Linked DNA regions of Mus musculus: region 1 is linked to region 2. The links are chromatin contacts, called in public Hi-C maps. All regions are on one chromosome and are shown on one strand. Each heading gives the region's core, a stretch centred on a gene start, on an enhancer-like site or on the middle of the called end of the contact. The rest is flanking DNA. Distances are from core to core; before and after follow the strand shown.

Region 1 (3,638 bases), core at 864-3,363, 38 kb after region 2:
TGCCTATAACCCCAGCACTGTGGGGAGGTAGAGACAGGAGGATTACTGGGACTTGCTGGCTGTCAGCCTAGCTTCAGGTTTAGTGAAACACCTTGTCTCAAAGAAATCTTCTAACCAGTGTGGGACACCCAATGCCCTCCACTGGCTTCCATTTCAATGCACATAGGCAAATGTACCTGCACACAGAGGAGTAGCCCCCCAACACACATGTGCGAGCACACATAGACACAGAGAGAGAGAGAGACAGAGACAGAGACTGAAGGTCTGATTTGGCTTCAGGGCTATAGCATACCTACATTGTTCTGGAAAAATGCTATTCTGTAGCCCATGACCAGTACAAGACAATGTTAGTACAGACCATGAGGGTGAGCATTAGTAATTTGATAGTACAATCTCACATCCACTGATCAGTTGATGCAAAAACAGTTTTTGACTCTTGGCATTCTACTCTAGTTTTCATTACATTTGTCAAAAAGTATCACTCCGCAATGACTTGGAAGGTTGTAAGATGGCTTCTTCTGGCACTAGAATTCAAAAGTCAGAGACAGGAAGATGACTACAAGCTTAAGGTCAGCCTGGTTTACATATCTTGTTCTAGGGCAGGCGGCACTCTTGGGAAATCTCTTTCCCCAATGAGATGTAAAAAGTGTCTACCCCTCCTTATAAGGTCCCAAAGACAAACTAAAGCATGGCTCTACCAGAGGTCACTTAGAGAGCATCGGGGAGGGGCTTATGGGAGCATGGAAACCCCAAAGCAGCCACATTGGAAAGTCTTCAACCAGTACCGATGTTGGCTTCCCCAGAGTCAGGTATGGAGTCTTTGTCAATTAACCTTCCTTATCGTTTATACCCTAATACCTCCTGAGGTCCCATGCAATTAGGACAGAATTGTGTACAGTTGGTTGGCAGGACTAGCTAGAATCTCAGGTGAGGTTCCACGACCCTCCTAGTAAACTGGCTAGTGATAGATCTCCTACCAGCAGGAATAGTCAGCCTGATGGAAATGGTGGCTGTTTTGTTTGGAAGATTAACTATACAAAAGCAAGGCTCTGTCTTTCTCAAAGAACTAAACGATGGAGTTGGGGGTGCAGCCCAGCAGGCAGAGGGCTTTCTTAGCATACATGAAGCCCTGAGTTTGATCCTCAGTGCTTCATAAACCGGATATGGTGGTGCATGCCTGTAATCCTAACACTTGGGTGGTAGAGGCAGGAGGCTTCCAAGTTCAATGCCATCCTTGGCTACATAGCTAGTTTGGGACTAGCTTGTATTATATAAGACTCTGTTTCAAAAAATAAATAATAAAAATAAGGTAATAAAAGTAGCTAATGAAAATAGAAACCAGTTTCCCATTGCAGACAATTTGAGAGTACTGGCCTGGCTAATTAATTCGTTTTGTCTGACTCTCCTGTTCCCACGAACGGGGACTAAGAAAGGATCACTGACTAGGACTGAATCCAGAAGGCAGAGCTGGCAGGAGCAGGCCAGGACAAGCAGGGGGACTTCTCCTGGTAGGAGTCCACAGCCCCACTCAACCAGACCACGTGGGAACCAATTTTCCTAACTTCCCAACACGTTCTCTGGTCTGAGACCTGCAGATCTGGAGGATACTGGGAATGTACCATCAGTTTTCTGTAACTGGCAAAACACTTAAGAGAGTGTACAGAGAGGAATTTGGTTTGGTTTCAGAGGTTCGTTCCACAGTTGCTTTGGTTTTGTGGTGTAAGACAGCTGCACATCATGGTGGAGAGCAGGCTGGGGAGGAGGCTGCTTCCTTCAGGGTGGTCATGAAGAGAACACAGTGACAAGTGCCGGAACCCCCTCCAAGACATTCTCCCAGCCATTAGGTACCACCTCCTCCGACATCGTCATATGCAAGGGACCAAACTTTGATCACAGAGAGACCCCCTGAGATCTGAACTATACCAGCAAATGAGTTTTCCCCATCTCTCTCCTTTCAGTCAGGTGACTTCAGAGCATCAGGAACGGGAACAAGTGCATCCTGTCTCTCCACCAGATGACGCGGAGATGGTGGGCCTCACGGGGAGGATGCTAACCACACAGCCTTCACTTCTGAAGACAGACGGAAGTTCTGAGGAGCTCTGTGGTGTGGACGTGGCTCTCTCACCACCCAGACCTTGCTTAGACTCAAGCCTTGCTGCATCTGCAGCTGGGGAGGTGGCTCCTTGTGTTCTGAAAGAACAGCAAAGGCAATCTGATGGTGAGTCAAGCTCTTGCTTATGCGTGTACGTTTAGAGTATCCATACAGGTACATAATGTATGACAGCATATGCCCCCTCATCCTTCCATGCTCTCCCTCTCCTCACCCCTTCTTCCTGTTAGTTCCCTGTCCCTAAACAATCTTACTTCTCTGTTCAGGCCGTATTTACTCATATGATTTTATGTATCTCTATAAAAATATGGAAACCACAATTAAGAGGGAACATATTAAATTGAGCATTTAATTCTACAGTGGAGCTGGAGAGATAACTCAGTGAAGTGCTTGCAAGCACACGGATCTGAGTTAAATTCCCCAAGCCCATGTTTTTTTTTGTTGTTGTTGTTTGTTTTTTTGTTTTTTTAAAAAAAGTCAGATATGATGACATGCGCTTGTCACCGAAGCCCAGGGGAGGCTGAGTCAGAGGATCCCTGGGGCTCAATGGCCGGAAGCCTCGCCAACTTGACAGATTCCAGGCTAGGGAGAGGTCTTGTTTCAAACGAGGACAGTGGTGCCCAAATGGTTGTGTCCTCTGACTGCTACAGGCACATGATGGAATGAAGATGCCTTCGCCTCTGCACATATGTGCCCGTGTGCATGCATACACACACCACACACACACACACACACACACACACACACGACTAACAATAGGCTTAATAATGACAATACTGAAGGCAATGGGAGCAAATGGCTGGAAAGGAAATGCATTTTGTATGTGTTTCAGGGAAGAGTATTTCATGAACTAAAAATAAATAAGCTAGTGTAGGAGCCGGGCATGTGGCTCAGCTGATCAAGTTTTACCTAGCATCCACGAAGCTCTGGGTTTGCTTCCCATACTAAGCTGGGCAGGACACACACCTGTAATTGTAACACTCAGGGGGTGGAGGCAGGGGGATTGTAAGTTTAAGGGTATCCGTGGCTACCTAGGGAATTCAAGGTACTAACTACATGTAGGCTGCTCTATGAGACCAGCTCTCAAAAACAAATGAACAAACCTATAACACCCCTTCTGGTAGCTTTAGGCTAAGGTTTTCTGAAATCACTTCACAGCACTATGTATACCACACAGGGAGAATATACTCTGAAACACTTTCCCGCATATCTCCTGCTCCATCTATGAACTCTTCAGCCTACTACTAATAACACCCAGTTCTTGTTTCTTTTGTTATAGAGTTTCCTACCTCTGACATAAGCTACAGTAGCCGAAGAACTGGGGTAAGATCAGTTCCAGCATGTTTGACTTCATTAAACAACAATAAGGGTGGTGGTGGTGCACACTCTAATTTCCAGCACTCTCGAAGCAGAGGCAGACAGATCTCTATGAGTTCGAGACCAGCCTGGTCTATAGAGCTAGTTCCAGGACAGCCATGGCTACACAGAGAAACTCTGTCTCAAAGAAAGAAATAACAAAATCCATAAA
Region 2 (3,974 bases), core at 824-3,323:
GAATTGAATCTGGGTCTTCTGGAAGAATGTACAGAACTCTTAACCGCTAAGCATCGCCCCAGCACCCCTCAGGAAATTTTAAACTATTTAACCAGGGAAAATGGCCATTTTTCCATTCTAAACACTAATCATTAATGTCTTCTTACCACTCACCCTCCAAGACCATCATTTTCTAACTACCTTCAAAATATCAACTTTACAGTCAATGTGCCCAAAAGAGCACTCTTGATACATATCTTTTCGTTTAGGCATGAACCTGAAGTTTCATAATTGAGCCTTTCCCCTCAGACTTACATTAAGCTCATCTACCTAAATCTAGTTCACTCTATCCAACTAATTACAGTTCCACTTTATGAATCAATGTAAACTGCTTACTTCATTTTACCACAATGTAACAACTTAAACCAAACAATCCTTGCACCATAGGATCAAAAGCTCTTGCCACTTTAAGCAGCAGTGCTTTCTAAATATGGTCTTCTGACCTGCTGGCATCTGTATTACCTGGGACCATGTTAGAAAAGCAAATTTGGGGATTGGACCTAAAACCTAATGGGAAACACTGAGAACCGAGACCAGCAGGTTCTGATGCACAGTCAAGTTGGAGAGTTTTTAGTCAAGTGCACCAACTCTCGACGCCTCTGCCTTGGCTTTGGAAACTGATCTCACTGTATCATTTTTATTTATTTCCCAGTGATAATTCCTCACTTACTTGTCTCGAAATGTCAGTCCCTTCTCATGTTTAACCAAACCCTGAACCATTTTCCCTTTCCTTTCTTAAGGCAGTACCTCTTAGATTGCTCAGGCTGGTCTTAATTCCTTAGCTCAAGTGATCCGCCTCAGCCTTGCCAGTAGTCACTATTATACACAGGTGCCACGTCACCCAGCTTCCATTTCCCTCCCCAATTTCAAAGCAGGCATTTCCTATCTTTTCCCTACAAAAATGTCTCCAACAATTTTGTAGTCCACGTTTTCCCTACTTAACTAGTTCTTTGTAGTTAGTACCAACTGGCTTACATTTTAACTATTTGTTGGAGTTTTTAAAAGGTATATAGATTTCCCTGATCTTAGGATAGTTCAGGGCACACAGTACTTCCTCATAAAGTCTTGCTAGTGTGTTAAGTCTTACTGACTCGATGAAGTGTGGGGATGGGAACACAAGTCAAACTACTATTTCAAAGATCTTTTATATCTTCCTATGCCACCAACTGATATGAGAGCCACACATTTGTAAAGCCTACAAGCACTGCAACAATAACCTCAATAGCTAGCTATCAAGCCAACAAACTTAGTTTTCAACTCACTCAGGTGATAAAACATGTTCGCCTTAATGCAGTTGTTCATCTGAATTTGACAAGCTCGGGAAGTCTGGGCACAGGACCAAGTTTAAAATGTAACGCTGTGAATCAAAACATTCCAAAGACGTATGTAAACATACTATTTATAAGTATGAAATAGTAGAATTTTAATTTTTTAATTTCTCGAAGACAGGATAACGATGGTAAGAGGATGACAGATGAACAGTCATCGGTACGCTAAAAGTCTCTTCCAATAAACACAGGAAGAAAACACAGCAGCTGCTTAGCTGACGGCTTTGATGACAACTGAGGCAAATTGACATGAAAGCATAAGACCCGGGGACGACCTCGGAAATGGTTTTCTGTGCCAGGGAAGTGATCTGGAAGTCAACACAACTTGTTTTAAAGGCGGAGTCTGAAGGTTGGTCTGACCTGTCTGTATGATTGATGCGGAAAAAGCCAAAGTTGCCGTGGCGCGGAAGAAGAGACGAAGCGTGGGCGTCTCCCTCCGAACCAGCGTCACCTGTGTGATGCCGCCCGGGGCCAGACAGGACCAAACACACTACTCACCTCTCCCACTCCGAGGCTGTGGTGAAGTCTGTGATCTCAAACACTTCGGACTCGGGCTGCGGGGACAGAGAAGAGCACAGACAGTAAGCTGCGGGCCACTGACGTCGGCGGCAGAACTCTGTGACAGAGGCACCCAGGGCGCAGAACTCACCTCACTGTCCGCCGCCATCTTGCGGAGCGGAGCGTCAGGCCCCGCGCGAAGGCTGTCGGGAAGAAGGGAGCTAGGAGGAGGGCACTGAGTGGCCGTGGGCGGGGCCTCGGTGGGTGGTGGGTGGGGCCCCGAAGCGGGCCCGCCTACAAAGGGCCTGCTGGAAGGTGGGAAGACCTTTTTCCTCCAGACAGAAAGATCTTAGTGTGGCATACGCTCTTCTTCAAGGTGGTTTAGTAATATTTTTTTTAAAATTCTGTTGGGGCTAGAGGGATAACTGTGCAGTTAAGACTACCCGCTGCGCTTTCACAAGACCTATGTTCGATTTCCAGCACCTGCATAGCAGTTCACAACCATTTGTGATTTCAGTCCAAAGGGATCCTGTACCTGCTTCTGGCCTCGACTGACACCAGGCATGCACGTGCTGCACAAACAGATTTACATGCTGACGAAACACTCATGCACATGAAATAAAATTAACAAGTATTGTTTAAAGAATTAAAAGTAAAAATAATAAGAGTATTTTGTAGACTCAAGAAGAGCTGATGAGCCGAGCGTGGTGGCACACACCTTTAATCCCAGCACTCGGGAGGCAGAGGCAGGCAGATTTCTGAGTTCGAGGCCAGCCTGGTCTACAAAGTGAGTTCCAGGACAGCCAGGGCTACACAGAAAAACCCTGTCTCGGAAGAAAAAAAACAACCAAACAAACAAAAAACAACAACAACAAAAAACAAAAACAAACTGATGAACATTTTGAAATTGTTACATGACATTCACATCCACAGATGTATTGGGCTACATTCATAAATATCTTGGGGCATATGTAGTCCTATATGGCAAAGACCCTAGATATGCATGGTCACAATTGTATTTAAAAACCTCTTTGAGTTTTCATTCAAATGGGTTTTTTTTTAGATTTATTTATTCATTTTATGTATATGATTACACTAGAATGTGTATGAGTATATTTATTTTATGTATATGAGTATACCAGAAAAGGGCATCAGATCCCATTACAGATGGTTGTGAGCCACCTTGTGATTGCTGGCATTTGAACTCAGAACCTTTGGAAGAGCACTCTTAACCACTGAGCCATCTCTCAAGCCCTTGGTTTTGTTCTTGAGATAGGGTTCATAAGCCAGCCTCACACGCCTTGTGGTGAGAAGAGCGAACTGGAATTCTGATCCTCTTGCCTCCTTTTGAGTATCCTGACTGCAGTCATGTAGCACCGTCTTGGATTGTATGGTGTGGTGGTAAAGACAGAAGCGAGGACCATGCATGCTAGGCAAAAGCTCTACCAACAGAACTACATCCTCAGCTCTTGTTCAAACTTTACAACTCATAAACACTGACCAAGATCCTTAAACCCACTGTCTCCTTTCCTAACCCCAGGAAAAGAAAATCTATACAACTAAACTTATTGTTTTAAAAAGCAGCCAGGCATGGAAGTGCATGCCTTTAATCCCAGCACTCAGGAGACAGAGGCAGGCAGATCTCTGTTAATTCAAGGCAAGCCTGGCCTACAAAGTGAGACCAGGACAGCCAGGGCTCTGTTACACAGAGAAACTCTTGTCTTGAAAAACAAAACAAAAAATAAACAAAACCAAACAACATCATACAAGTTACATATACTCTGAGAAGAACATACTATTTGATGAGTGCTTTACTTTTTAAACCACTGAAGGACAGGAGTGCTAACTAGCAGTTGGAATTCTGTTGGGGACTGTAGAGATGGCTCAGCAGTTAAGAGTACTGACTGTTGTTACAGAGGACCCCAACTCTGTCCCCAGCATCCACGTGGCTACATACAACGCTCCATACTTCTAGTTCTAGGGGACTCAGCACCCTCTTCTGACTTCTATAGTAAACAGAAATGCACACAGTGCACAAATACACATGCAGACAAAATAATTATATACATAAAAATTTAAATTAAATAATTTTTTGAGACAGACTCTTTA

Evidence for each region. A called contact is a pair of places that touch in the nucleus more often than the background predicts.
Region 1: a contact with region 2 is called in a Hi-C map of LSK cells, with 2.7 times the contacts expected there. The contact joins the enhancer-like site here to the promoter of Rab3gap1 in region 2. A contact is called at or near these places in 1 of 39 promoter capture datasets (macrophages), 2 of 15 datasets of contacts at CTCF or cohesin (CD8 T cells and the NIH/3T3 cell line), 16 of 484 Hi-C or Micro-C datasets (CD4 T cells, CD8 T cells, DN3 thymocytes and 11 more), 10 of 115 datasets of contacts at active chromatin or transcription factors (the HPC-7 cell line, the SCID.adh cell line, bone marrow-derived macrophages and 4 more) and 3 of 9 other capture datasets (adipose tissue, liver and pancreatic islet).

Annotation. Positions count from the first base shown.
Region 1 is chr1:127,828,851-127,832,488 of GRCm38.p6, reverse strand. Map3k19 (mitogen-activated protein kinase kinase kinase 19) reads left to right here. Exons shown (of 14, transcript NM_011737.2): 9 at 1,959-2,218; 10 at 3,390-3,433. Among named protein-coding and RNA genes, the nearest start is that of Map3k19, 24 kb to the left of the region's middle. Within about 2 kb of position 2,113, at least 58 of the 459 cell types and tissues checked have an H3K27ac peak or open chromatin away from gene starts, as enhancers often do. A contact at or near this core is called in CD8 T cells, the HPC-7 cell line, LSK cells and 8 more, where this site is marked.
Region 2 is chr1:127,866,872-127,870,845 of GRCm38.p6, reverse strand. Rab3gap1 (RAB3 GTPase activating protein subunit 1) reads right to left here and starts at 2,073. Exons shown (of 24, transcript NM_178690.4): 1 at 2,017-2,073; 2 at 1,866-1,921. The coding sequence starts at 2,034.